Regions from separate parts of the Mus musculus genome. Here regions 1, 3 and 4 are each linked to region 2. Evidence: chromatin contacts called from public HiChIP or PLAC-seq and promoter capture Hi-C data. All regions are on one chromosome and are shown on one strand. The core of a region is the stretch at or near the end of the contact, and the rest is flanking DNA. Distances in the headings are between cores, read along the strand shown. Region 1 holds the start of Trnp1 (TMF1-regulated nuclear protein 1). Region 2 holds the start of Fam76a (family with sequence similarity 76, member A). Region 3 holds the start of 1700091J24Rik (a long non-coding RNA gene). Region 4 holds the start of Tent5b (terminal nucleotidyltransferase 5B).

The links. Promoter capture Hi-C pulls out the DNA fragments that hold promoters and counts their contacts. HiChIP or PLAC-seq counts read pairs in DNA pulled down with a chosen protein or histone mark.
Region 1: a contact with region 2 is called in an H3K4me3 HiChIP or PLAC-seq map of neural tube, with 3 times the contacts expected there. The contact joins the promoter of Trnp1 here to the promoter of Fam76a in region 2. A contact is called at or near these places in 4 of 39 promoter capture datasets (hematopoietic stem and progenitor cells, neutrophils, pre-B cells and 1 more), 8 of 115 datasets of contacts at active chromatin or transcription factors (embryonic hindbrain, embryonic stem cells, large pre-B cells and 2 more) and 2 of 9 other capture datasets (adipose tissue and pancreatic islet).
Region 3: an H3K27ac HiChIP or PLAC-seq map of embryonic stem cells shows a contact between it and region 2, with 5 times the contacts expected there. The contact joins the promoter of 1700091J24Rik here to the promoter of Fam76a in region 2. A contact is called at or near these places in 1 of 39 promoter capture datasets (liver), 1 of 15 datasets of contacts at CTCF or cohesin (large pre-B cells), 5 of 115 datasets of contacts at active chromatin or transcription factors (bone marrow-derived macrophages, embryonic forebrain and embryonic stem cells) and 2 of 9 other capture datasets (adipose tissue and liver).
Region 4: a contact with region 2 is called in a promoter capture Hi-C map of embryonic stem cells, with 3 times the contacts expected there. The contact joins the promoter of Tent5b here to the promoter of Fam76a in region 2. A contact is called at or near these places in 7 of 39 promoter capture datasets (embryonic stem cells, hematopoietic stem and progenitor cells, hippocampal neurons and 4 more), 1 of 15 datasets of contacts at CTCF or cohesin (large pre-B cells), 1 of 484 Hi-C or Micro-C datasets (B cells), 8 of 115 datasets of contacts at active chromatin or transcription factors (astrocytes, embryonic hindbrain, embryonic stem cells and 3 more) and 3 of 9 other capture datasets (adipose tissue, macrophages and pancreatic islet).

The regions. Positions count from the first base shown.
Region 1 is chr4:133,497,169-133,499,868 of GRCm38.p6, reverse strand. Trnp1 (TMF1-regulated nuclear protein 1) reads left to right here and starts at 1,319. Exons shown (of 2, transcript NM_001081156.2): 1 at 1,319-2,241. The coding sequence starts at 1,412. The coding sequence ends at 2,083.
Region 2 is chr4:132,921,172-132,923,900 of GRCm38.p6, reverse strand. Fam76a (family with sequence similarity 76, member A) reads left to right here and starts at 1,350. Exons shown (of 9, transcript NM_145553.2): 1 at 1,350-1,543. The coding sequence starts at 1,463.
Region 3 is chr4:133,433,595-133,436,314 of GRCm38.p6, reverse strand. It overlaps 1700091J24Rik (a long non-coding RNA gene), which reads left to right and starts at 1,420. Exons shown (of 2, transcript XR_881474.2): 1 at 1,420-1,541.
Region 4 is chr4:133,478,748-133,481,486 of GRCm38.p6, reverse strand. Tent5b (terminal nucleotidyltransferase 5B) reads right to left here and starts at 1,354. Exons shown (of 2, transcript NM_175307.6): 1 at 924-1,354. The coding sequence starts at 1,187. Gm13257 (a long non-coding RNA gene) reads left to right here. Exons shown (of 3, transcript XR_390815.4): 3 at 1-10.

The sequences.
Region 1 (2,700 bases), core at 70-2,569, 580 kb before region 2:
CCCTGGCTGTCCTTCTTCTCTGGGATCTACTCCTGTTCACTGAACACCCCTTTACTACCGTGAGTCCTCCCGTCCCGCTTCTCTGAATCTAACTCCCTTCACCCTCCTTCCCTTGCTCTGGGAGCTGCTTCTGTGGAGATTTGCTGTCAGAGTTCCTGTCACTTAAAAGGCACCTGTAAGCACTTAGAGTTGGGTGGACCCGTGGGTCGGAGGGACTGGGGCTTTCCTCCCCCCACTAGTCAGATTCCTCTTCATATATTTTGACCCTCAGGGCTGGCCACACCTTTGGCAGATCCTTTGAAACCCGAGGACCTGCTGCAGTCCTTCCCAATGGGGTTCAGAGCTTCCTTCCTGCCCTGGGGACCTTGCCCTCTCCTACCGTGAACCCCTCCAATCTCTGATGGCGCTTTCAAATAGATACAATCAGAGGTAAAACCCTTGGTGTCTGGGCCAGTACTTGGAAGGGGAACAGAAGGGCTATTTGTGCCGTGGGGAAAGTGGGCAGAGCTAGGATGGTTAAAATTCGAGATGTGGAGTCGTGCTTGGGAATTGGAGGAATCCACGTATCTCAAGGGCTCTGATGAATGGTTGAGTTTGTTCGTTCATTTCCGTCCAGACTCAGCCACTGTCCTACAATTTGACATTGAGCAGGGCATCGCGGCTTCTTCTGAGTTTCTTTCCCCCTCCATTTGAAAGATACCAGGACGTGTCTTGTGGGCTAGCAGGTGCACACGCAGGCAGAGTTGGAGCTGGAAAATAATTTTGCACACCTTGGGGTTTTCTAAGGGCCCCACGAAGGTTGGCGGACCAGGAGCAGCGGCTCTGGTGTTTGTTTTGCAAGCTAAGTGCCTTCCTGGTATGCGAGTAATCCAGTCATATGCCCATCTTCCAGTGGACACCAGTCGTCTCTCTGCCTTAACCACCCCATAAGCCCAGAGAGATGGGCGGGAAGGGCATCCTAGGAGACCCGGAGCGCTAAGTTCTAGGCTAGGCTCTCACTGTCACGCGGGCCCGGCAGAGGAGCAGAGGTGACGCCCAGCCATTCTGGGTAGAGACTGAAATGTATGACTTTTAAACATTACCATCGAATTTTTCTGAGGTGATTCCAGGCGAGGAAAGTGACCGTCACTTATCTACCCCAAATTTGGGATGATGCCCAAACGGAGCCAATCTGGGAGAAAGACAGGGAACTTGAAACACTTGGGGATACGCTCCTTGGCGGGAGGCAGGGCAGATTCAGGCACAAAAGTCTCGGATTGGCTGTGCTGCCATCGCTCCGCCCCATGTGCTATAAGATGCTGGGCGGCGCGTGCGGCCTGGGTGTGGGCTCTGCGGCCGCCTCTCACTAGTCTCGTGCCCAGCATCTCTCCTCCCCACGCACCGACAACCCTGGGCCGCCGCGGGGCGGGGGATGCCGGGCTGCCGAATCAGCGCCTGCGGCCCAGGGGCCCAGGAAGGGACGGCAGAACCGGGGTCGCCCCCGCCGCCACCCCGGGAGCCCCTGCCGTCCCTCCAGCCCCCTTCCCCATCGCCGACCTCGACTCCGACCCCCACTAAGTCACCGCCCTTACCCGAGGCGGCCGAGACACCCGTGGAAGGGCAGGAGCTGCAGCGCTGGCGCCAGGGTGCTAGTGGGGGGTCTGGGGGCGCGGGCCCGGCGGGGATCGCGGGCGCGGCGGCGGGGGCAGGGGGCCGTGCGCTGGAGCTGGCCGAAGCGCGGCGGCGACTGCTAGAAGTGGAGGGCCGCCGGCGCCTGGTGTCGGAGCTGGAGAGCCGGGTGCTGCAGCTGCACCGAGTCTTCTTGGCTGCGGAGCTGCGCCTGGCGCATCGCGCCGAGAGCCTGAGCCGCCTGAGCGGCGGCGTGGCCCAGGCCGAGCTCTACCTGGCTGCGCACGGGTCCCGTCTCAAGAAGGGTGCGCGCCGCGGTCGCCGGGGTCGTCCCCCGGCGCTGCTGGCGTCCGCGCTCGGCCTGGGGAGCTGCGTGCCCTGGGGCGCAGGGCGGCTACGGCGCGGCCAGGGCCCGGAGCCCGACTCGCCCTTCCGCCGCAGCCCGCCCCGCGGCCCCGCCTCCCCCCAGCGCTGACCTCAGTACCCCGGACCCCTGGCTTCCCGAGGCAGGCGAGTCTCCAGGTGCGGGAGGACAGACGGACGGACGGATCCAGGTGCTGGCCAGATGGACGGCGTCATCTACGCGGAGGAGTCAGCTGGGGGTCCATGGGGGGCCCTGAAAGTGACACTAAGGTGCGGTGTTGTTGACTGGTGTTATTTTGGATACAGCGTGTGTCTGTGTTGAGGAGTGTAGGATCCGGGATCTTCCATGTCTGGGCGGGCATCTGTGGAGCCCTGATAGAGCTGTCCTTTTTTTCGTGGCTGGTTAGATGACAGTGCCAAGTCCCCTTATAGAGATGAACTAGTGGAAGGTGTTCGGCTTCCGGAGGGATTTGGTGGCAAACTTTAACAAGCTGGAGCTTGCTGCAATATTGCAACATCTGCTCCCTCACCTGTGCTAGTGTGGTCTCTCCTGGGTCCCCTGGGACTGTAAAAACCCTGCCCTCAAAGTTGCTGGCTTCTACACAGCCCAGCTCCATCCCTTGCAAGGAGAAGAAGAAGAAAGTCCCAGGATGGAGGAGGGCTGGCTCAGGGCTGTATGACTGGATTCTCCTCTGAGTCTGTGACTCCCATTGGAGGAGACAGATACCC
Region 2 (2,729 bases), core at 101-2,600:
TTTTAAAAAAAGATTTATTTATTTATTTTATGTATAGGGGTACACTGTAGCTGAACAGATGGTTCTGAGCCTTCATGTGGTTGCTGGGAATTGAACTCAGGACCTCTGCTGGCTCCAGCCTTGCTGGCTCCAGCCCCAAGATTTATTTATTATTATATGTAAGTACACTGTTGCTATCTTCAGACACACACTAGAAGAGGGCATCAGACCCCATTACAGATGGTTATGAGCCACCATGTGGTTGCTGGGAATTGAACTTAGGACCCTTGGAAGACAGTCAGCGCTGAGCCATCTCTCCAGCCCCACAAACACATTTACAAGTAAAAATAACTTTTAAAAAAGGTTTATTGTATGAATGATCATCGATATTTTCTATTCCTTTCTTTCCTCTCACTTCCTATGCCCTACCTCTTTTTCTTTCTCCAGTGCTAGAGATCAAACCAATCCCTAAGTCTCACACACACTAGAACGGACAGATCAATTAGCTCCATATTAAGTGAGGGGGACACAGAGACACACACACAAACTAAAATGTATTAAAGGTTTTGGGTCATGTACAGATGGCCTCCATACACACACAGCCAACCGATCTCAAGAGTATCATGGCCACCGTGTTCCTATTGCCTTTAATTCTAGCTTCAGGTCTCTACTGTTTTACCATTTTACAACTGCCCATCTTTTGTAAGTGCACGTGAGTGCAGGTGCCTGCTGAGTTAAGAGGCATCAGGGATAGCCCTGCAGCTGGAGTTACAGGCGATCTGAGCCTCCAGATGTGGGTGCTGGGAACCAAACTTTGCAAAAGCAGCATTCGGAGCCTTCTCTCCAGCCCATAGAGGACACTCATTTAATATCCTGCTTTTCCCCTCCGCCTGCTCCAAAGATAGACTTTCCTCCTTGGTTGCCAGTGGGTTTAAACTCCGGATGGTCTCGTAGTTCGAATCCGACGTTGCCCGACTGTCACCCCAATCCCACACTCCTTCGGCTAGCGGGAAGCTCCACGGCAACCCAAAACATCACAACTTCATCGAGTATCGCGAGAAGCTCCAATGCTCCCGCAGCCCCCGGAGAGGCGGAGCGAGGGCGGAGCCTCAGCGGGCAGGTGGGCGGAGCCCGAGGGCTTCCGCTATCCTACTCGGAAGACGCTCTTTTCAGGCGGCGCCCCCGCGTGACTGCGCTTTACATAATCGCGGCCCCGAGCGTCACAGTGGCGTAGTCCAACCCGGACCGAATCAGAGCCGTCGGGAACTCCACGTTCCGCCCCCTCCCGCGTGATCGACGTCCACGCGAGCCAGCGAACGGCCTCTGAGCACCGGAGAGCCCGCCCCTGCGCCCGCGGCCCGCCCTCGCCCGCCCGCCCTCCGCAGCCCGCGGCCCGGCCGCCGCCGCCAGGTTGTGCCTGAGACTGTCAGATAAAGCGGCGGGCCGGCGGGAGGGGCGGCGGCGATCACGGCCCGGGCCGGACATGGCGGCGCTGTACGCCTGCACCAAGTGCCACCAGCGCTTCCCCTTCGAGGCGCTGTCTCAGGGGCAGCAGCTGTGCAAGGTGCGCGGGCTGGGGCGGCGGCCGGGAGCTGGGGACGCTCCAGGCGCGGTTCGGAACTCTCGGTCCAGCGAGGACGGCTGCCGGGGTCCCCTCGGGCAGGGTGTGGCCGGCCCGTTTTGCGGACGAGCTGAGCCGGGCCCGCAGAGGACTGCAGGGTACTTGTGGGAGCCCCGGGCGGAGTCCAGGCCCTGGCAGCCGGCGTGTCCTGGTGCTTAGCAACGGCTGGGGTTTCTTCTCCGACCTGGTGAGGTCGCGGGAGGGGACAGCTCCCCTGTTTGTCCCCGACTGGCCCCCCGGGAAGATTTCCTTGGACCGCCTTCTCTTCTGATGTGGTCGTCTTGAGTGTAGAATGACGGTCCAGAGATTTCCCTTGTCCTGGATGAGATTGAACCCCGGAATCAGGTGCTGCTTGTGAGGAGTGTTTTGAACTCTGGACACTTCGTGGGCACTTTACAGCCGATCTCAAAGTTAGAGGTGGCAAGGCTTTATTAGGGAAAATGAAAAAAGTACCCCAACAGTGTCTTGGAACACACACGAACAGGGTGACTTTTTAGCATCTAATTGGTAGCCTTCCTCCTCATCCTAAGCATTTTTTAACCCCTGAAATGCCAGCGTTTTTATATATAACTTCCTCCCACCTCGTCGGTTCAAGAGAGCAACAGTTAAGTCGGCAAGCTCGTGCAGAGTTGCCGTTGACAGATCCTCAGATATTTCAGATACAGAATGTGTGTCTGTGTCCGTCCGCTGTGTGTAGTTCACCTCCCCGCGTCCCCCCAAAAAGATGCCCACATACTTTCCTTAAGCCACTTGGGTTTACTGAGTCCGAAAGATAGTGTTTGAAGGCCCCCTTGGACATAAAAACTTTGATCTAAACATTTTTCTTGTTTGTTTCCGAGGCAGGGTCATATAACTTGTAGCTCTGGCTGTCTTTGAACTCTCAGAGATCTATCTGACTGCCTCTGTCTTCCAAACGCTGGGATTAAAGTCGTGTACTGTTGCTCAGTCTAAGGCTGTATGATTCTTTGTTGTTATTTTTGTTTTTTGTTTTTCCAAGACAGGGTTTCTCTGTATAGCCCTGGCTGTCCTGAAACTCACTTTGTAGACCAGGCAGGCCTCGAACTCAGAAAATCCTGAACTCGGCCTCCTGAGTGCTGGGATTAAAGGCATGTGCCACCACCTCCCGGCT
Region 3 (2,720 bases), core at 171-2,670, 510 kb before region 2:
GGTCCTATTAGCTCTTTAAAGGGAATGATTGGAAAAGTTTATGAACTGAATAAGAAATGCACATCCCCCCCCCCCACCCCCATAGATTCAAATGTTTAAACGCTCGGTTCTCAGTTGGTGGTGCTGTTTGGGAAGGTTGTGGAACCTTTAGGAGGTGGGATTTACTGGAGGAAGTATGTCACTGGGGGCGGGGCTTTCAGCGCTTATCAGTTTACTCCACTTCCGGTCTCCTGTCGCGCTTGTGTCAGAAGCAGCTTCCTGCTCCTGTTGGCCCACCTGCTGCTTGCTGCCATGCCTCCCCTCCCGCCATGATGGACCCCCATCCCCATAGGACCGTAGGCCCAAATAAACGCTTTCTTCCATAAGTTGCCTTGGATCACGGTGTTTTATCACAGCAACGGAAAAGAAGCTAGTGCAGAAGACAGCTATGGAGTAAGCACGTGTCTCCAAAAAAGACGTTTAGAAACACGACTGTGAAATTAACTCAGGTAGAGAAAGGTGCGTAAGTCAGAAACATATGGTATAATGTATAATTATGAAACAAACACCTGTCCTGTGCGCACCACACAGCTCAAGGCAATGCAGATTGTTGGCAGCTCCATGTCCCTGTGCCACCATCACATGCCTCAGTTCCTCCTAAGGGAATCAGTAGTTCTTGTAGTCTTTACTGTAGCCTCTACCTACTGTCCCAGTTTCGTGGGTCTTCATAGAACATCCATGCTCTACCGTATAATTTAGATTTTTCTGGTTTCAAACTTGATGTAAATGTGCTAGCCTCCCATCAGTCTGTGTAGCTGGAAAGAAGAATTTACCTATTTTCGTTGCTGATTAATATTCCCTGGTGTAATTATAAAGCCAAGAGCTAAGGAGATGGCTCTGCCTTTGCCACACAAGACGGAAGACCTAAGCTCGATACCCAGAATCTACAAAAGTAAATATAAATAAATAAACAAATAAATAAGCAAGCAAGCAAACAGATGTGTCTGTGATTCCAGGACAGCTATTTTATTATTACCAGAGAAATTGCTAGAAGCTACCAGGACATTTAGCCTGGCGTAAACCATGCAGCAGAAACAAGATCAACCCTGGTCAGCACTGTGAGGGGTGGAGAAGAAACTTCCTAAAGTTGTTCTCTGACCTCGGCATTCACAAACAGGAAATCAGTTTGTTTGTTTTTCAATAAAACAACCCGCTGGGCAGTAGTGGTGCACTCCTTTAATCCCAGCACTTGGGAGGCAGAGGCAGGTGGATTTCTGAGTTCGAGGCCAACCTGGTGTACAGAGTGAGTTCCAGGACAGCCAGGGCTACACAGAGAAACCTTGTCTCGAAAAACCTAAATAAATAAATAAATAAATAAATAAATAAATAAATAAATAAATGAAATAAAGCAACCCATTGGGGATAAAGAGATGGCTCAAAGGTTAAGGGCTTGTTCTGTGTTCTGCTCTTACAGAGGACCCGAATTCAGTTCCCATCGGCTCACAACAGCCGATAACTGCAGCTCCTACAGCCTCTTCTGGACCTGGTGGGCACTTGCACTGGTGAGCACATACCCCCACACATATAGTTACAAATACAAGAAGATATTTTGTAATGAAATGCATCTGTGCACTTTACTAGTGATTGGCTTTGAAATTCTTTGTTTTTACATTTAAATTGTGTACATGAGAGAGAAGGTGAGGAAGTCAGTTGTCTTTCAGCCATGTGATTCCAGGGATGCAGCTCAGGTCCACCTGCTTGGTAGCAGGCTGCTTTTCCAAGGGGCCACCATCCCACATGCTTCTGACAGGCTTTAGAGTTGTTTCTAGTGCATGTCTATTCTTAAATTCCTTCTCTCTCTCTCTCTCTCTCTCTCTCTCTCTCTCTCTCTCTCTCTCTCTCTCTCTCTCTCTCTCTCTCTCTCCAAGACAGATCTCATTATGCTGTCCTGGAACTCACTCTGTAGACCAAGCTGGCCTTGAACTCACAGAGCTCCACCTGCCTCTGCATCCTGGGTGCTTGGATTCAAGGCATGTACCAGCAAGACCAGCTCTGAATGTTTTTGTATCTGCTCCCTGACACACAGTGCATGCATTGCCTAGGACATTTTTCTGGTTTGGTGTCCTGGGTCACAGTATATGAATGTCATACCACTTCACTAAAAAATGCCAACCTTTCCCCCAAATCAGCTGTGCTAAGACACACAGGCTTCTATGTAAATTTTTGGAAGGGTTGATACAAAAAGCAAGAGCAGTCAGGAGGGAGAGGGAGGAGGGTCTGTGGTTCAAGGCCAGTCTCCCACACATAGCAAGTTTGGTGGCAGTTTAGGACATTTGACACTCTGTCTCCTAAAGGAGGTGGGCGGCTAGCTGGCTAAGTATGTAAGCCACTTGCTGTTAACCGATCACTGTTTCTTGAGACATAGTCTTGCTATGTTACCCAGGCTGTACTAGAAATTCTGGGCTCAAATGGGTCTCCCTCCCCAGCTTCTCCTCCCGGGCAGGTACCACCCACAGTGCCCGGCTCCAGAGGAGACTCTGGGGGAAAAAATAAAATCAGTCTGGGTGTGGTGGCACATGCTTGCAATCCCAACCATGGGTAAGTGGAATGCAGGAAGACAGGAGGCCAAGGCCAGCCTAAGATCCTATCTGCACTGGCCACGGTGGCACCTTTAATCCTGGCACTCGGGAGGCAGAGGCGGGTGGATCTCTGTGAGTTCGAGGCCAGCCTGGTCTACTGAA
Region 4 (2,739 bases), core at 105-2,604, 560 kb before region 2:
ACAGGGACTTCAGGACTAGATGTTGAGTTTGGGAATCTGGGGAGTGGGGTGGGATGGGGATGGGGGGGGAGAGGAACTGTTGATCAGATACCATCTGTTCCTGGGGAGCTCCAGGACTCCCTCCCTGAACCTGACCTCCACCTCACTGGATAGCCTTTGGTAGGTAGCTCACCCTCCCACCCGAGGCCTCAGTTAGAATGGGGTATAAGAACGGGCATCCTCTGGTATTTCAGAATTCCACAGTGCTCGGGCTGTATGCAGAAAGAGCAAGTTTGGGGTCTTGCAGGGTTAGGTTAAAAGAGCTGTAGTTTGATGGGGGAGGGGGGCAGCTGCCAGAATCTGATCCTCAGGAGGGAGATAGTGTTTTGGGGTCTGAACCTTGGGCCGGCCTTCATTCTAGCCTTAAGGGAGAAGGAACCCCTAAAATGGAAATTTGATGCTATCTTCAAAGGGGTGAGGTCTCCGGTCTGGCCGCAACACGTGGGAGGTTGGGAGCTTTCCCAGGAATTTCTGGGCTGTTTCACCTAGCCAAGGCTTCTTGAGCTAAGGGTTGTGGGAACACAAGGGCAGAGTGCCCTAGAACCCTGAGGGTGCAGGAGGTCCAAGGATGTGAGGTAGAAGAAGAAAAGCTATTCTGGAACCAGGTACACACCCTCCTCACTGGCGACTGCCAGGGCGATGTCCCATCTAGTGCCTCCTCCATCTCCACCCCATTTCCCAGCCAGGGTCTTGGTGAGTGGTTCCCAAGGGAATAAGAGGTCCCCAGAACGGCAAGCAGGCAAGCTCAGCAGGGTGCAGGAAGAGCTGAACTAGTAGTCGGGTTCCTGTTTCTTAGTTTCCCTAGCTTCCCGGCCAGTCATAGACTCCAGGTACCTTGCAGCAGAGCACCACCCCACCCCCGACCCTGCCAGGGTCCCCCTCACCTGCACGATCTGCTGGGGCTGCACGCTCAGCGTGGGGAAGTTGCCTCGTCCGTGAATGGGGATCGGCTCTTTCAGCAGCGCGTCCAGCCGCTTCACCTGTGGCCAGCTCAGCCGACTCTGGTGCCGTCCCAGGGAGGCCGAGGAGGCCTCCGGGTCCGGGCCGCCGCCGGCCGCCCCAGCCGTGGCCACTGCCGAGGCTGCACCGGTCCCCACCTGCGCAGCTGGCTGCTCCAGGCTCTCAGCTCCACTCTCCGACGGCATCATTCACCCGGCCCCGGTGCCTGGACGGCAGAAACCCGGGAATGGTGAAGGCGAGGAGGGCAGGGAGAGTGGCTGTGCACGGGCCAAGGCGGGGTGCGGGGACCCGGCGGCGGCGAGGCAAACCCAGGGAACACCCCCGACGGCAGGGAGGACTAACAGATCTTAGAGCCAGGCGGCTCGGGCCCAGCTGACACTTATAGGCCGCGGGCCGCACGCCCATTGGTCAGCACAGCTGTCACACAGCAGGAGATGCCCTCCTCTTGTCCCTCCCCCTATCACGGGCCAACACAGTTTTGCAAGGGAATCGCTGGCTCTCAGGAGTTTCTGATTGGCTGAAAGGCACGCCCCTTCCCCGCCCCCTCTCTCGGACCGAATTCCCTCCTTTGGTCTTTAAAGAAGCTGCTGCTTGCGATTGGCCCGAGCCTGCCGGGACTTAGAGGGACAGCGCCCTCCAGCGGCAGAAGTCGAGGGAGGTCTGTGTAGAGTAATGTTGCCGTGTTGACAAGGCGGCCCGGCCGCTTTCTAATTTATTCCTTTGATTGGCCCTTCGAATTACCGCATGCCTGGCGTACCTGTTCCATCTTAGGTGAGGTGAAATCTGCTTAGAGAGAGGGCGTTATTACCCATCATCATGTAGCATGTGAGTGTCAGTTATGGTCCTGATGGAGGTTTAAAGATCTATGTAGCTCTTTGCTCCATCTGGGCCCACCCAGGGTTTTTCTGGGATGGATATTACTATTTTTTTTCTCTTTCTCTCTACAGATCATAGAGGCCGAGGCTTATTGCTACTTTTGAATCTTATCCCCTCCTCCTTTTCAGATTTTAAATATATGTGTCATGGGCAGGAGGGAGAATCGAAATCGAATCGCCCTGTTCATCGCCGCAGTATTTTTTTCTTGTCATTCTCGTAATAATAATATAGCAAATTCTGTAGCCTTCCATTTTCCTAAAAGGCAGACTAAGGATTAAAAGACAGGGAAGAAGAATCCAGGACTTAGAAACAGCTACTATACCCCAGTTTCTGTCAGGGCACAGCTTGACCTGCCTCAAACCAGAACACACATTTCTTCTTTCTGAAAGCCGGCCCCAGCCTCAGGCCACTCTAAAAACCCCTGGAGGAGGCCCCGTGTGTTCCACCAGATGTGTAACCCCAGCATTCCAGTGGTGTGGGCAGGAGGATAAGACGTTCAGTTATCCTTGTCTGCCTGTTGAGTTCTGGGTCAGCCGGGGATATACAGTGAGACCCTGTCAACAACAACATCAACAGGCTGGAGATATAAAGCGCTGACCAATTGCTCGCCTAGTGTGCCGGAGACCCAGGCTTCAACCTCTGGTGCCACAAAACGAGGGAAATAAAAATGAGATCTTTGACTGAGTTGTCTCTGAACTCTAGATCCCCGAGGCTACTGATGAAAGCGTTTGAGGTCCAGGCATAATACTCTCCTGCACATGGATTTGGCTCAGTGGCTCGGAATGCTTGCCTAGTGCAAGATCCTGGGTCTAATCCCCAAGCCCCCAAACCAACACAAGCCACCACAAAGCCACAGCATAGCCC